2 separate regions of the Rattus norvegicus genome follow, and region 2 is linked to region 1. The links are chromatin contacts, called in public Hi-C maps. All regions are on one chromosome and are shown on one strand. Each heading gives the region's core, a stretch centred on a gene start, on an enhancer-like site or on the middle of the called end of the contact. The rest is flanking DNA. Distances are from core to core; before and after follow the strand shown.

Evidence for each region. A called contact is a pair of places that touch in the nucleus more often than the background predicts.
Region 2: a Hi-C map of psoas muscle shows a contact between it and region 1, with 2.0 times the contacts expected there. The contact joins the enhancer-like site here to the promoter of Six4 in region 1.

Annotation. Positions count from the first base shown.
Region 1 is chr6:97,547,729-97,554,195 of GRCr8, forward strand. Six4 (SIX homeobox 4) reads right to left here and starts at 4,144. Exons shown (of 3, transcript NM_001414919.1): 1 at 3,060-4,144; 2 at 1-318. The coding sequence starts at 3,901. It also overlaps a transcript of Mnat1 not described here.
Region 2 is chr6:97,828,982-97,835,846 of GRCr8, forward strand. No RefSeq gene overlaps it. Among named protein-coding and RNA genes, the nearest start is that of Slc38a6, 110 kb to the left of the region's middle. Within about 2 kb of position 5,315, at least 11 of the 93 cell types and tissues checked have an H3K27ac peak or open chromatin away from gene starts, as enhancers often do.

The sequences.
Region 1 (6,467 bases), core at 2,894-5,393:
GGTGGGTTCAGTGACACTGTCTGTGTATTTCCCACATTCAGTCCATTAAGGATAACTCCATTGTGTCCCTGAATAAAAGAATTGCCATTAAGGAAGACGGGTGAAGTACTTGCGGGTACCAAGCTTCCATTCAGCAAAACTCCAGACGAGCTTAATGATATCTTAGCATTTCCAATTTGTTGCATATATACTGGCTCCATGTGGCTAGAAAGGCTGAGGTTGGTGACGCCATCAGATGCGCCTGAAAGTGGATGAGGAGACAAATCCTCATGTCCCTTGCTGGATTCGTCTTCAGTGCTGGGGTTGCCATCTGATTCGCTGTTCAGGGGGAGGAGAAGACATTTTGAAGATCAAGGGATTGACAATCGACATAGTTTGTAAAACATCCTTCAAACCCATTAAAGGCAATAAATAGCTAGGCAAAGCACAATAGAATTAATTACCTGCTGGCCCTGTTGAAACTATGAGGTTTTAAGCAAATTCTACCCACCCAGACCATGAGAAGATGCATTTGGATCCCTTTAAAAAAAAAAAAAGTCAGAGAAAGACCAGAAGGTTGGACAATGTAAAATTCAACCGAAAGCATTTAATACTGTGTTTTCATTCTTATAGCAATCATGTGCTACTCCAACTATTAAAAGGACTGCTACCTCTGCCACAGAAACAAGTTGTTCAATGTTAACGTGTCGTTTTGCTTTTTAGGAGAGCCATCTCAGATTCGAGTTCTTTTGAAGGTAGATGACTTGCCAAAGGAGCAGGAGGTGGGAGGTGTTTTATTTGCCAGATAGGTAACAAGAGACCATTCCTCACCTGTTCCCAAACTTCTATTTCACCAGAGAGACAACTCTCACTCAATAGTGGTTTGCCCTTGTAGGAAAAAGACACTTGCAACTCTCGATATGCACAGTTGCCTTTGAATCCAAAGGAAGCCATAGGGGCCTATTACACAGGCACCATCCAGTGCTCTGGTGAGGTGGGAGGGACAAGGTGGGCATCACTCAGTGGCCTTGTAACTATCAGACTCCTTCCCTGAATCTTCAGTCCTTCTATTCCAGGATCCTGGACATAAGGGAAATACCAAGTTCAGGTCAGGGAGGAATGGTGGCAGTTTTCCTCATTTGGTTTGAATCTGGGCGGGGCAGGACAGAAGCAGTTTGGAAGCCTGGTGCGACTCGGTCCAGCTGAGGATCCAACATCCCAGTGTGGTCGGTTTCCTTTCAAGCTGAGGGGAGGGGATTACCCAGGCTTTGGGCTTTGGGGCCAGGAGCGCAGAAAGCGCTTTGATTTACGAGCTGAAGCAGAGCAGCCGTCGCCATTGGTAAGGGTGACTCACCAGGGGTGCGGGTGGGAGGTAGATCCGGAGAGGGGCCTATACTAGGCAACTGGGCTCGGGGTTGAGGGTATGGAGTTAATGGGGAGGAGGATGAAGTAGCTCCGTGTGTGTGTGTGTGTGTGTGTGTGTGTGTGTGTGTGTGTGTGTGTGTGTGTGTGTTTGTGTGTGTGAATTGGGCCGGCTCCATAGCAAAGGACAGCTGGCCTGCATGTGCCACCGGCTTCAGACCCAGTGCCTAGGAGATTCCTTCAGCAGAGCACTCCGGGGTAGTTAGGGTCGCCTAACCAGTGCTCCTTCTCTGGGTCGCCCCCACTCTCAAAACTGAGGGAGATTGCTTGCGGGTCGCCGGGCGTGTTTTGTTTATGGTTACCGGCAACCAGGGTCCGGGCTGCACAGTGCGCCTCTCTCCCCGCCTCGGGTGATCTTTGGGCCTCAGGGCTCCACCCGGACGCAGGGCAAAGTAGTGAGGGCGGGTTCTGGAATGCGCAGGGTGATCACCTTCACCTGGCCCAGGCTGGCTGGCTCCATGGCTCCCGGGTTCCTTCCAAGGGCAGAACATTTGAACTGCATTTAGATTCTCTTCTCTCCGATCCCCGTGGGAATGGGCCATCAACCTTCTTCTCCTTACTTTACCCGTATAACAACAGCAGCAGCAGTAGCAACAACAACACGTACACTCACACACACCTAAACACTCACATACAGCCGAGGGTCTGACTCAAGTGGACACAAAAGAGATGAAGGGGAAAAAAAATCTGCATTTTATACGAAAGAAAAGGAAAACACAATAAAGTTCAAACCAGAAAGTGTGTGTGTGTGTGTGTGTGTGTGTGTGTGTGTGTGAAAGAGGACTGAGTGGATAGCTCCTCTACTTCTTTCCTGCTGCCCACCTTATGCCAGCGTGTCCCCTAGTCCCAATTGTCCGGTCAGTAGGGGTTCAGGATGTGTTAGGGGGTCCAAGAAACTGTCCTTCAGTCTTGCCACCTCTGAGGCACTGTAACCCGATCCGAAGTTGTTCAGAATCAGGTTTCAAAACACCGCAGAGATGAGCAGCACCCACACCCCACGCTGCCCAAGCAGCGATGGGAACCGCGGCGGGCAGAGTGAATGATTAGCTCTGTCATATTAAAGCCTCGACGTCCCCAGACCCCATCTGAGTCACTACTCTTCATTAACGCTCCCTTTTTCCTTCCAGAGCGCCCCCGGTGACCTCCAGGGCAAGCCTGGGGCTCAGTCGACCCCTGAGTACCCTGGAGCGTGTGCGCACTCTAGGCTCTGGGTGACCGGGTGGAGGAAGAGACCCTGGCTCGCGCCGGCAGCCCCTGCGGGCCCCGAGCCGCGGTGAGAGCAGCCTTGTCGGCGTGCACACACACTCCCTAAAAGAACCAAGGCGAGAGTGGCAACTTCAAAGGCAGCAGGATGGGGGTGGGAAGCCGGGCAGCAGTGACCAGCCGAGGTGGGGGCGGGGACTGGCCCTAGGAGGGCGACCAGAAACTTCTGGGGGCAGGAGGGGGAGGGTTTGGAGGGAGGATCCCCCGCCCGCCCGTTGCCACCGGCGTCTTCCCCCCTCCCCGTAGGGAAGCGAGGTGGGGGGCGGGGAGAGGTGGGCAGCCGGACCAGGCTGGTGGGGAAGGTAAGCGCCATGTTTTCGAGCGCTTGGAGGAAAAGAAAGCTGGGAAGGGGTGGGGGGGAGGAAGGGGGAGGAGGAAGGAAAGTTGGCGCTCACCTTTTGGACTGGGTCTCGGAGGGGTTTCGGTCGCGCTGCCGCCGGTTCTTGAACCAGTTGCTGACCTGGGTGAGGGAGAGGCCAGTGATCTTGGCCAGGTGCCGCTTCTCGGCGGGCGAGGGGTAGCGATTCTGCTTGTAGAGCTCCTTAAGCGCGTTGCGCGACTTCTCCTTGAAACAATACACCGTCTCCTCGCCGTCCCAGATGGTGCGGGGCAAGGGGAATTTCCTGCGCAGCCGGTACTTGTCCACGGCGCCCAGCGGCCGGCCGCGCGCTCGCTCGGCCTCGGTGTAGCGCGCCTTGTACCAGAGCTGCTGCAGCAGCGGATGGTTGGCCGACTCGAAGCTGTGGCTCTCGAGGATGCTGTACAACTCAGGGTAGATGCCCTGGTGGAAGGCCACGAGCGCTCGCGCCTTCAGCAGGCTCTCGTTGCCACGTAGCAGGTCGCTCTGGGGCAGGGACCAAAGGAACCGGGCCAGGCGGTCCAGGTTGCCCCCCTGCTGCAACGCCTCGCACACGCAGGCGACATGGTCCGGCGAGAAGGCCAGCGGGGGCTGCGCGGTGGCTGCGTGCTGGTGCCTGCCCAGAAGTTCCGAGTGGAGTTGTACCTGATCTGCCGCTCCGGCCGCCGCTGCCCCTTCCTCCCGGCTTACCCTGGAGGCAGCCGCGGCGTCCCCCGGCTCCAGGGGGAAAGGAGCTGGAGCCGGGGGGCTCAGCCCAGCCGCCGCGCCCCCCGCCACTTCTCGGTGCGCCTCCTGTCCTTCCGAGGCGCTTTCCATCCCATTCTCCTGCTTGATGTCCGCCGCACTTGCAATCTGCCCGGTGGGGGAGGAAGAGGACATTTTTTGTTGTTTATTTTCCTCCCTCCCTCACTCCCTCGCACTCTTTTCCTCTTTCTTTCCCCCTCTCTTACTCCTCCTTCTTCGTCTCCCTCCCCCTCCCCCCTCCGGAAAGCCCACTCCCTCCCTCCCGGTTTCGGCTGGATCTGGCCGATCAGGTTTCCCCCAGGCCACGCAGTCACCATTAAGATAGCTGCTAGAGCAAAGTAGTGTAAACGGATAGCTGCTTTCTGCCGTTCCCCCAACGTGACTCCTCCGGTTGCTGCATACTATATGGCACTGGCCGCCCGGCCGGCCCGGTCGCGCCACCCCATTGGCTATTTCGCATTCAGTGGGAGGAGGAGACACCGTTTCTATCCCTGTCGATCACCCGCCTTCCACTCCACCCCTTGCCTTTCCCTCTCTCCCTGACCCCCAGGCACCTTTACCTGCCGGAAAACACCGACATTCTTTTCTGGCCAAGCTCCTGAATGGGCAGTTATCTAGTGTGGCCTGAAAACTGGACAGCTCTTTCAAAGAAAGGCCCAGTGATTCCCAAGGGAATACTAATCGCGTGACCTTAAGGTCTGGACAGCTAAATTTTTAACAAAGAGACCACCCTCAGTAGGTAGATGACAGAACTTCAGAGACTAATTCCGAAGCTTCCCAGCACCTCCCTCCTCTCCTCCCCCACTAAGGGATGTCTTTATTAAGGATGTGTATTCAAAAGGGTCATGAACAACACTAAGAAATGATAGTAGTGAAAATACCAGAGGAGAAGAACTGCTCGGAAAACCTTGAAATGACAAAAGCAAGAAGCATTAAAAAAAAAAAAGTCAACAGAAACCCTGAGATGAATTTAATTCAAACAAACATATAGAAAATAAAACTGGATATTTCTAAGGGATAAGTAGTATAGAAGAGAGTTAAATTATAATGGTCTAGGAACTCAAGTCTACTTACCATAGTAGAAACACTCAAAATCTGGACACCAATAGCACTACCCCCTACACACGCAGTGCGGTGCTAGGATGGATAAATAGTTTCTCTTTGAAGGTGATAAATAGGTATGCTGACTGGATCAGCAGCCTTTGCCGTCCAGAGACAAATGGAAGATTGGTCTCCAGGTTTGAGGCTAAAGTGTGGAGGTGCAATGTGGCTGTCTTCAGTGGGCTTCTTTCCTTCATGGTGTGCATGGGGTCTTAGAGCTCAGAAGGTATTGATGAGCCTGTCTCTGTGGTTACCGTAGGTCAGTTGGGTTTGTCTGTGGGTGCTCCTCAAAATCTAACAGCTAAATGCCCCCCCACTCCCCACCAACCTTTACTTCAGGGTGTCCTTGTATCGTCTCTGCTTCCCAGTCAGTTATAACCGCCTATCCCAGCATGTTGGTTCGGGTCACCTGCTGTCACTTCAATCTGGTGATGTTTGCTTCTTCCTTTCTTTCTTTCTTTTTTCTTTCTTTCTTTCTCTCTTTTTGCTACCACTTTATTGTTGGTTAGCTGAGATATTTGATACAGAACCTAACTGTTCTCCATTAAAATATTTATTTTGTGTGTGTGCACATACATGCAAGACCACACATGCCAGCCATGACCCGTGTGTGGAGGTCAGAGGACAACTCTTGAGAGTCGGCTCTCTGATTTTGATTTTCTTCTTCCACGGTATTGGTGCTGAGGATTGATTGTAAGTGGCATCTTTGGCAGATTTAAAATCGATAATCATAGGCAATACCTTTTCTTCCTCCTCCTTGAAAACATGCAGATAGCTATCAATCAGGATAATATTTGAGTTTAAAACTTCCTTGCTTTAAAAAAATTTTTTCTTGCACTTAACCATATACTTTTATTTTAGGATAATTTTGATTTGCTGATAAATCATAAAAATAGTAAAGAGAGCTCCTACTTACCCTTCACATATTTGTCCCTAATCCTGACACCTTATAGCAAGCAGTACATTTGTATGAGCTGATAACATTGGCATATTATGCACCATAATTAATTCATTATAGACTCTATTATTAGGAGTTCATTCATTTTTCTACGACTTTCTGTTTTTCACTCCAATCTGTGTGGCCATTCTGCATTTGGTTCTCTGAATTTTATTTATCAGAGCAAAGTAGACAAGAAGTAGTGTGGTTTCATGGAAAAGATACATATTTAAGGTTCAGCTATCTAGGCTTGGGTTCAGTCCCAGTTCTGCCATTTACTTGAGTATAAAAAAGTAGAAAAGACCACTGTACAGACTAAATAGAACAAAAAGAACTTGATACATAATTAATCTTCTGCAAAAAAAATTGTTATCTTCCTATTGACAATGCAAAGAAGGAGACCTTTCAGTTCTATATACCTACTTTAAAATTCCTTTGGCCAGGTTATGGGGTCATAGGAGTTAACTTTAAAATTATTATCAATCAAGTACATTGCATGACTTAGAAAAGAACATAACTGGCTTTTGATCATTGGCTCTGTATATTGTCTCTAGGGTACTAAGTCTATCAGGGTCTATGTAAACGTCAGTGGCTCTGTCAGGTCTGCAATAGTGTGTCTGTGGAAACAATGGACCATGGGGCTGGAGGATCCAATTGAGAGGA
Region 2 (6,865 bases), core at 4,065-6,564, 280 kb after region 1:
CCACAGCAAAGTCCACTGACACTGCTGTTGTCCTGGTCTGCTTTATGCAGCCATTTCTAGGAGAGAATATTTTACCCAAGACTTTCTGGTATTCTGGCTTTTACAATCTTCTCGTCTCCTCTGCAATAACAGAGTCATAGGTGCAGGAGCTGGGATATGGATGGATCTGTTGGGTCTGGGCTCCCCACTGTCCACTGGTCTCTGTCTGTATTGTGTCCATTAGCTACAAAGGGAGGCTTTTTGGATGAGGGGTGGCAGCTACACTAATCTGTGGATACGAGGATAAGATTGAGAACGTAGTTAGGAATCATGCTGGCCTAGTGGGGAAGCAGATCTTTTCTAGAGTTCATGACTTCGCTAGCCCCCGGAAGCTGACTAGAGTTCCAGTAACAGACACGATTTCCCTCCTGTGGAGTGGTCCTGAAGTCCAATTAAACGGCTATCGGTTACCACGGACACATGGGTGCCCCTCCCTGTACTTCAGAGATGCCTTGTGGTGCTGCTCACTGTGTGGTGTGTAGGTGTTGCCCTTTGGTAGGACAGATTGCTTCCTCTCCTTGGGTTTAACCACAATGTATTCTGGTACCATGAAAGAGTGACAATAGGACATACGCTTCCAGGTCAGCTCCACGTCAGATCAACCTCTTGTGTCTTAAACGTGTGGTGCCTTCAGCAACAAGGACACACCCCCAACCCCAGAGAAGCAACTAAGGACTACACTGACAGTCTCTGCAATTCATGGAGTCACTTGGACTACCCTGACCAACCATTGGAACGGAGGTTTCTTGTGCTGGGTACTAGGGTTTTTGTTAGTGTTTCCTGTGGGGAGCATTGCCAGTCCGAGTGGCTTAATTTCAAGGTGCGTGTGTGTGTGTGTGTGTGTGTGTGCGTGTGTGTGTGTGTGTACATGTATTATGTATTACATGTATTGTGTATAATTAATTTTAGGTAAATTAAATATAAAATAATGTGATTCCTTGAAGCTTTGTCAAACAACCTTGATATTGCTTGTCCTTCTTCCCTCCGCTGTGTGTACTGATCTCTCTCCCTCTTCCCTCCTCCCCTCTCTTCTTTCCTTCCTTCCCTCCCTCCCTCCTTCCCTCCTTCCCTCCCTCTTCCTCAAGCATAAATATATCGACCACAGTAAAAAGTGTTTGAGAGAACCATCACAAAATGGATCTGCAAATTCTCTCAAAGCCTCCTCTTTTTCCCTGAAAGCAGCCCTCGGATTGGCACCCAGGGTAGAACGCCTTTTCAGATCCCCAGCAGTAGAAGCAAAGCTCCAAGCATGAGATTACAAACACAGGTTGTCGCCTGACAACTGTAGTCACACCTCTTGTTGCTAGGGGACAGTTTGTTGCACATGGGCCTGATGCTGTGACCAACAGTGAGATCTGGGCTGCTGACCAGACTGGAATGTCCTGAGAGTGTCATGTCACCTCAGTGTGTTGGTGAGCAGGCAGGGGCCCAGGGACCCAGAGCTGACCTCAGTCATGTGAGGGCCAACCCAGAGGCCAGGAGAGTACTCTACACACCATGTGGAATGACAGTGCTTACACTCTGTGTTTTTTCCCCAAAGTTATAAAATGTAGTTTCACAACTGGAGTTATTACAGAATGGTTAGGGAGGAAAGTCTTTTTGAAGTGAAATCTTGTGTATCCCAAACTGACCTCAAACCTGCTTTGTAGCTGAGGTTGGCCTTTAACTCCTGATCCTCTGGCTTCCGTTTCCTTAGTGCTGGGATTTCTGGCATCACCATCCATCATGCCTAGTTCATTCGGAGCAGGACACTCAAGCCCAGGACTTGTGCATGGCACTCTACCGTCCGATTCATATCTCTAGTCAAGAGCTGGAAATTTCTTCTTTTAAAATAGGATTAAAAAAAAACTTTTGTATTTATTTTATTTTGTGTATATTAAAAATGATTTTTGCCTACATTTTTAAAAAGATTTATTCATTTATTATATATAAGTACACTGTAGCTGTCCTCAGACACACCAGAAGAGGGCATCAGATCTCATTACAGATGGTTGTGAGCCACCATGTGGTTGCTGGGATTTGAACTCAGGATCTCTGGAAGAGCAGTCATAACCACTGAGCAATTTCTCCAGCCCTGATTTTTGCCTAAATTTATGTATGTGCACCATGTATATGCGTGATGCTTGTGGAGGTCAGAAGACAGCGTTGAATTCCTTGAGGCTGAGGTACAGGTAGCTATGAGACGTGGATGCTGGGAATGGAGCCCTGGTCTGTAAGAGCAGCATCTCAGTGAGTGGGACATCTATCCAGTACGCAGATATTTCTTTGTGTGTGTGTGTGTGTGTGTGTGTGTGTGTGTGTGTGTGTGTGTGTGTCTCTGTCTGTCTGTCTGTCTGTCTGTCTGTCTGTCTGTCTGTCTGTGTGCATGCACATGTCAAGGCACATACATACAAGTCAGGTGCCCATTTGTAGAAGTCAGTTCTTTCCTTTCACCATGTAGCTTCCAGGGATTGAACTCAGGTTGTCGGGTTTAGTGACTGTTTTAGTGTCTTGGCTGGTTTCATGTCATTTTGACAGAAGCTAGAGTCATCAGAGAGGTGGGAGCCTCAGTTGTGAAAATACTTCCGTAAGACTGGGCTGTGGGCAAGGCTGTTGAATGTTTTCTTAGTTGTTGTTGTGGGAGGGCTCAGCCCACTGTGGTGGTCCTGGGTTCTATAAGAAAGCAGACTGAGTGAGCCACGTGGACAAGCCAGTAAGCGTCACCTCTCCATGGCCTCTGCATCAGCTCCTGCCTTCAGGTTCTACACTGAGTGCCTGCCATGATTTCCTTCAGCGATTAACAATGATGTGGAAGCGTAAGCCAAAAAAAACCCTTTCCTCCTCAACTTGCTTTTGATCCTGCTGTTTTATCACAGCAGTAGTGACCCTAACCAGGACAGTGGCAAATGCCTTTACCACCTGAGCCATTTCACTGACCCAGAAATTTTCAAAGTACATAAAAAGGAGAATAGTTATCCTCCTACATTTCACTACCTGGGTATAACTCTGAAATTCACCCCGTGTGTAACATCATGGACGCCCAAACACTTAAACTGTCAGGGCTCAGAGAGGACTTCCCAGCTTCTGCTTCTCTTGAAGAGGCTCATTGCTATTTAGTGCTTCCAGGGAAGTTCAGAGCCCCCTCCCCAATTTCTCTACACACTCCGGAGAAGCTTGGGTTCTCTGAGATGAATCCTGTCTTCCAAGCACTTATTTTATGCTTCCTGCCTGTGTGTGTGCACATGAGTGCCCATGGTCGTGTGTGTGTGTGTGTGTGTGTGTGTGTGTGTGTGCGCGCGCGCGCGCACAAGTGCATATGGTCATGTGTGTGTCTCTCTGTGTGTGTATGCACACATGTGTGAATGTGTGCGTGTGTGCATGCATGTAAGAGTCAGAGCGGCCATGTTCTTGTGCATAATTTTTCATGGCGATTCAGGACTCAAACTCAGGTCCTTGTGCTTACATGGTATGGTGGCTATTATTGCTTTCATTAATTAATTAATTTTGTTTTTCAAGGCAGGCTTCCTATGTGTAGCCCTGACTTTCCTTGAACTCTCTCTGTAGACAATACAGAGATTTATCTGATAATGGCTATTCTTGGTTGCCAATTTGACTACATCTGGAATTAACTAAAACCCAAGCGCCTAGGTCACCTGCGAGGGACTTCTTTCTCTTAATTAAATCATTTCAAGTGGGAAGACCCACTTTCAATTCATATCTTTTGAGGTCAGGAGATACACCTGTAAGCTGGATCTTCTGAGGTGGGAAAACCCACCGTATCTTGTGGCCACACCTTCTGCTTGCACTGTAAATGAAGGACATGCAGAAAGGAAGCGTCTCCCTTTGCCTGCTTTCTCGCTAGAGAGTCCGCTCCTTCACCGCATTAGAGCCTACTTTGCTATTCCGGCATACACGGACAACTGGCTGAGACGTCCAGACTCACGGTCTAAACAGCTACAGGATTGTTGGACCTCGCATTGGTAGACAGCCATTGTTGGGCTAGCTGGACCACACTGTAAGCCATTCTAACAAAGCCCTTCCCCCCCCCCCTCTGTAGATTCATTCTATAAGTTCCATCGCTCTCCAGAACCCTGACTAATACACGTGGCAAAACACTTTATCAACTCCAGCCCTCAAGCATCAGTATCCATACTAACTTGGTTAGGTGGCCCACACTTTACTGTCTCACAGGTCTCTCTCTGGATCTCCACTGGGTAAAATGGCTATTGACTTGGCAGGCTTTATAGAACACCATAGGCAGGCACACAGTGGAGGTTCAGTTCACAGCAGTGGTAACACCTTTGGTTAGAACACTAAGCTTCCTTATACCCATAGCTGACCAGCCCCATGGAGCGTCTGTGAGCCTTTTGCTTGGAGAGGACTCAGACACACAGCCCCAAACTGCCTGCTCCTTCCTCCTCACCCTCCACCATGTCTCAAATCATCCCTTCTCTTGCTCTGCACACCTGCCTATAGCCTTCTCCTCAAGAAAGTGGCTTAGGAACAAATGTGTCTAAACAAGGACTCTCTCTTTGTAGTAACGGTTACAATAATAAAAGCCTTTAGATCATATGCTGTATATAGTTGTTACCCTGCCTTTAAAATTGAACATTACATTGTTAGCACTCTCGTATCATTAGATGTGTGGCAGGGATGTGACAGTGTCAGAGAAGCCAAGTGTCTGATCAGAGTGACAGAACCTTGAGCAAGGTAACCTGCAAAGGACCTCTTCTTGGCCTTGCTGGACTCCAGGGCCCCAGGGTAGTTGATAAACACCTCAGTTTATCCCTGGGGCTGCTGCCACTGCCACCAGATCCACTGCTCACCGGTTCAAGGGACCAATATATTCTGCTTCTGAACTCCTGCCCTTAGGAATGAAACCTAGAACCCTGTCTGCAGGTGTCTGTGTGGGGCCACCCTCCCAACAGACTCCCCTACCCCACTCTTCTCCAAGAGATGAGTGGCTGCAGGCAACTTGGCTTCTCCCCAGCTCAGGAGGACCCTGGTTTCTGGCCCACTTAATTTCGTTACTCGGTTCTGCCTTGAATCTAGAGAGGTTGAAGGTCACCCATTTCCCTGTCACCTACAATACATACAGGAGGCAACTTTCACCTCCTTAAGGCTCTGGGGGCCACAAACCCCCTTCTCTGAGATGAAAGTGCTTCAGGGCACCTGAGCCTTCTTCATTGTTCCCTCTGCTGGGCTCTGGTGAGCAAAGCATACCTATGTGCAGCCAGCCAGCCAGCCAGACTATTTTTACACAGACTAAAAATATGCCCTTACCTCAGAGGTTATGCCGAAGAGCTTGTTGAGGCTATCAAATGGACCTCTGCAAATATAAACTGCTTCAGTATACCCCACACTTGTACCCTGCAGGCTCCACACCTACAGTGAACCCTTTATTCACTGTAGCCCTAGGACCACCAGGGCTTGGTGATGCTCGGCCTGATTTTTCCGTGTCCTCTAGACTCTAGACAACTCTAGGGAAGATTCTAGAGGCCTACTTCCAGCCTTAGGCCTGGCCCACAGGAAGCACCGGCAATGACTGGCAACTGTCACGAACAGAGAAGCAAGTTTTTTTTTTTTTTTGGCTGCATCTGTGCAGGTCATTGAGGTCAGACATCTAGAGCGTATGATCCCACACCCTTGTTATGTGTTACCCTGGGCCACGCACTCTTTCCTTCTCCTTCCGACCATAAGTCCTTCCACCCTGTCCTTGGCCTCATTCCCTCTGTGAGACATCTGTCTCCCCTGAGTAAGCCTCTGGGGCAGGCTGCACAATGGAAGAAGATCAAATGTAGTCCTGTTCCAGGTCAGGCCCTTTGGATTTAACTTTGAGGCAGAAGCTCATCTGCCATGACTTCCCACCGCTCATTTCCAGGGCGACACCCCTAGCAAAGGTATCCCGGCACGTCCTTGGCCACCGGCTTCTTGGGGGGGGGGTGATAAAAATAGCTGAGGCCCCGTAGCTGCTGAACGATGAATTCTGGAAGGGGATGATTGATTCTCACAGCTGAGCCTCAGGGTCAGCAAGCCTTGTGCAAGCAGAGATGGCAGGGTGAGCAATGGGGGTTCTGCTATAGATAGAGCTGTTGACAGGTGACCCTGGGCTGCTCCCACCCGAGAGGAACACAACATAAGCTAATTAAAAGGAACTGCGAAGGGTTCTTGGAAGGGGCGCAGCACTCTTTTCTCTCAGGTCATGTTTGAGGTTTTTGATTATGTGCATTCATCCCCCCTCCTTCATCCTGGGACAAGACCCAAAGCAGGGACAGGGTGTTCATTTCCAGAGAGGGCAATGGGGTGCAGGCTTCCCCTAAAACAATGGTAAGGAGCTGTCAGGGCTTATGAAACACCACAGGGACACCAATGTCAGGAAGCTCCCAATTGCGTGGAGTTAATATCGGATCTCCTCTTGGGCTGAAGGAGGGCTCATGCTTACCTCGTCAGGGTCTGGCCTTGCTAACCACTGAGCCTACTACCGTCTCAGTCACAGACATCTAAGGTTAACTGCACAACATGGAGGTCCTTGCGGGTAACAGGGTGGCTTTTAAGCCAGTGCAGTATTCCGAAGCTGTTGCGCTGTGAGGTTGCACAGCTGGCCTAGCTCTGGACGGCTGAGAGATGGGCCATATGCACTTACTTTACAGTGCATGCGTCCTAGGCAATCTATCCCCCGGGGTTCTGTAAAGTCATAATAAAGTCTCAGGGAAAGAGAAAGGAGCGGTGCGAGGAGGGAGGAATTAAGAAGCAAAGGAGAAAGGCTGTGTTTTCAGATGAGATTATAAAAGGGATGGTGAGTTGATGAGGTGGCCAGACAGAGGGACGATATCCAGATGGCTGCGGC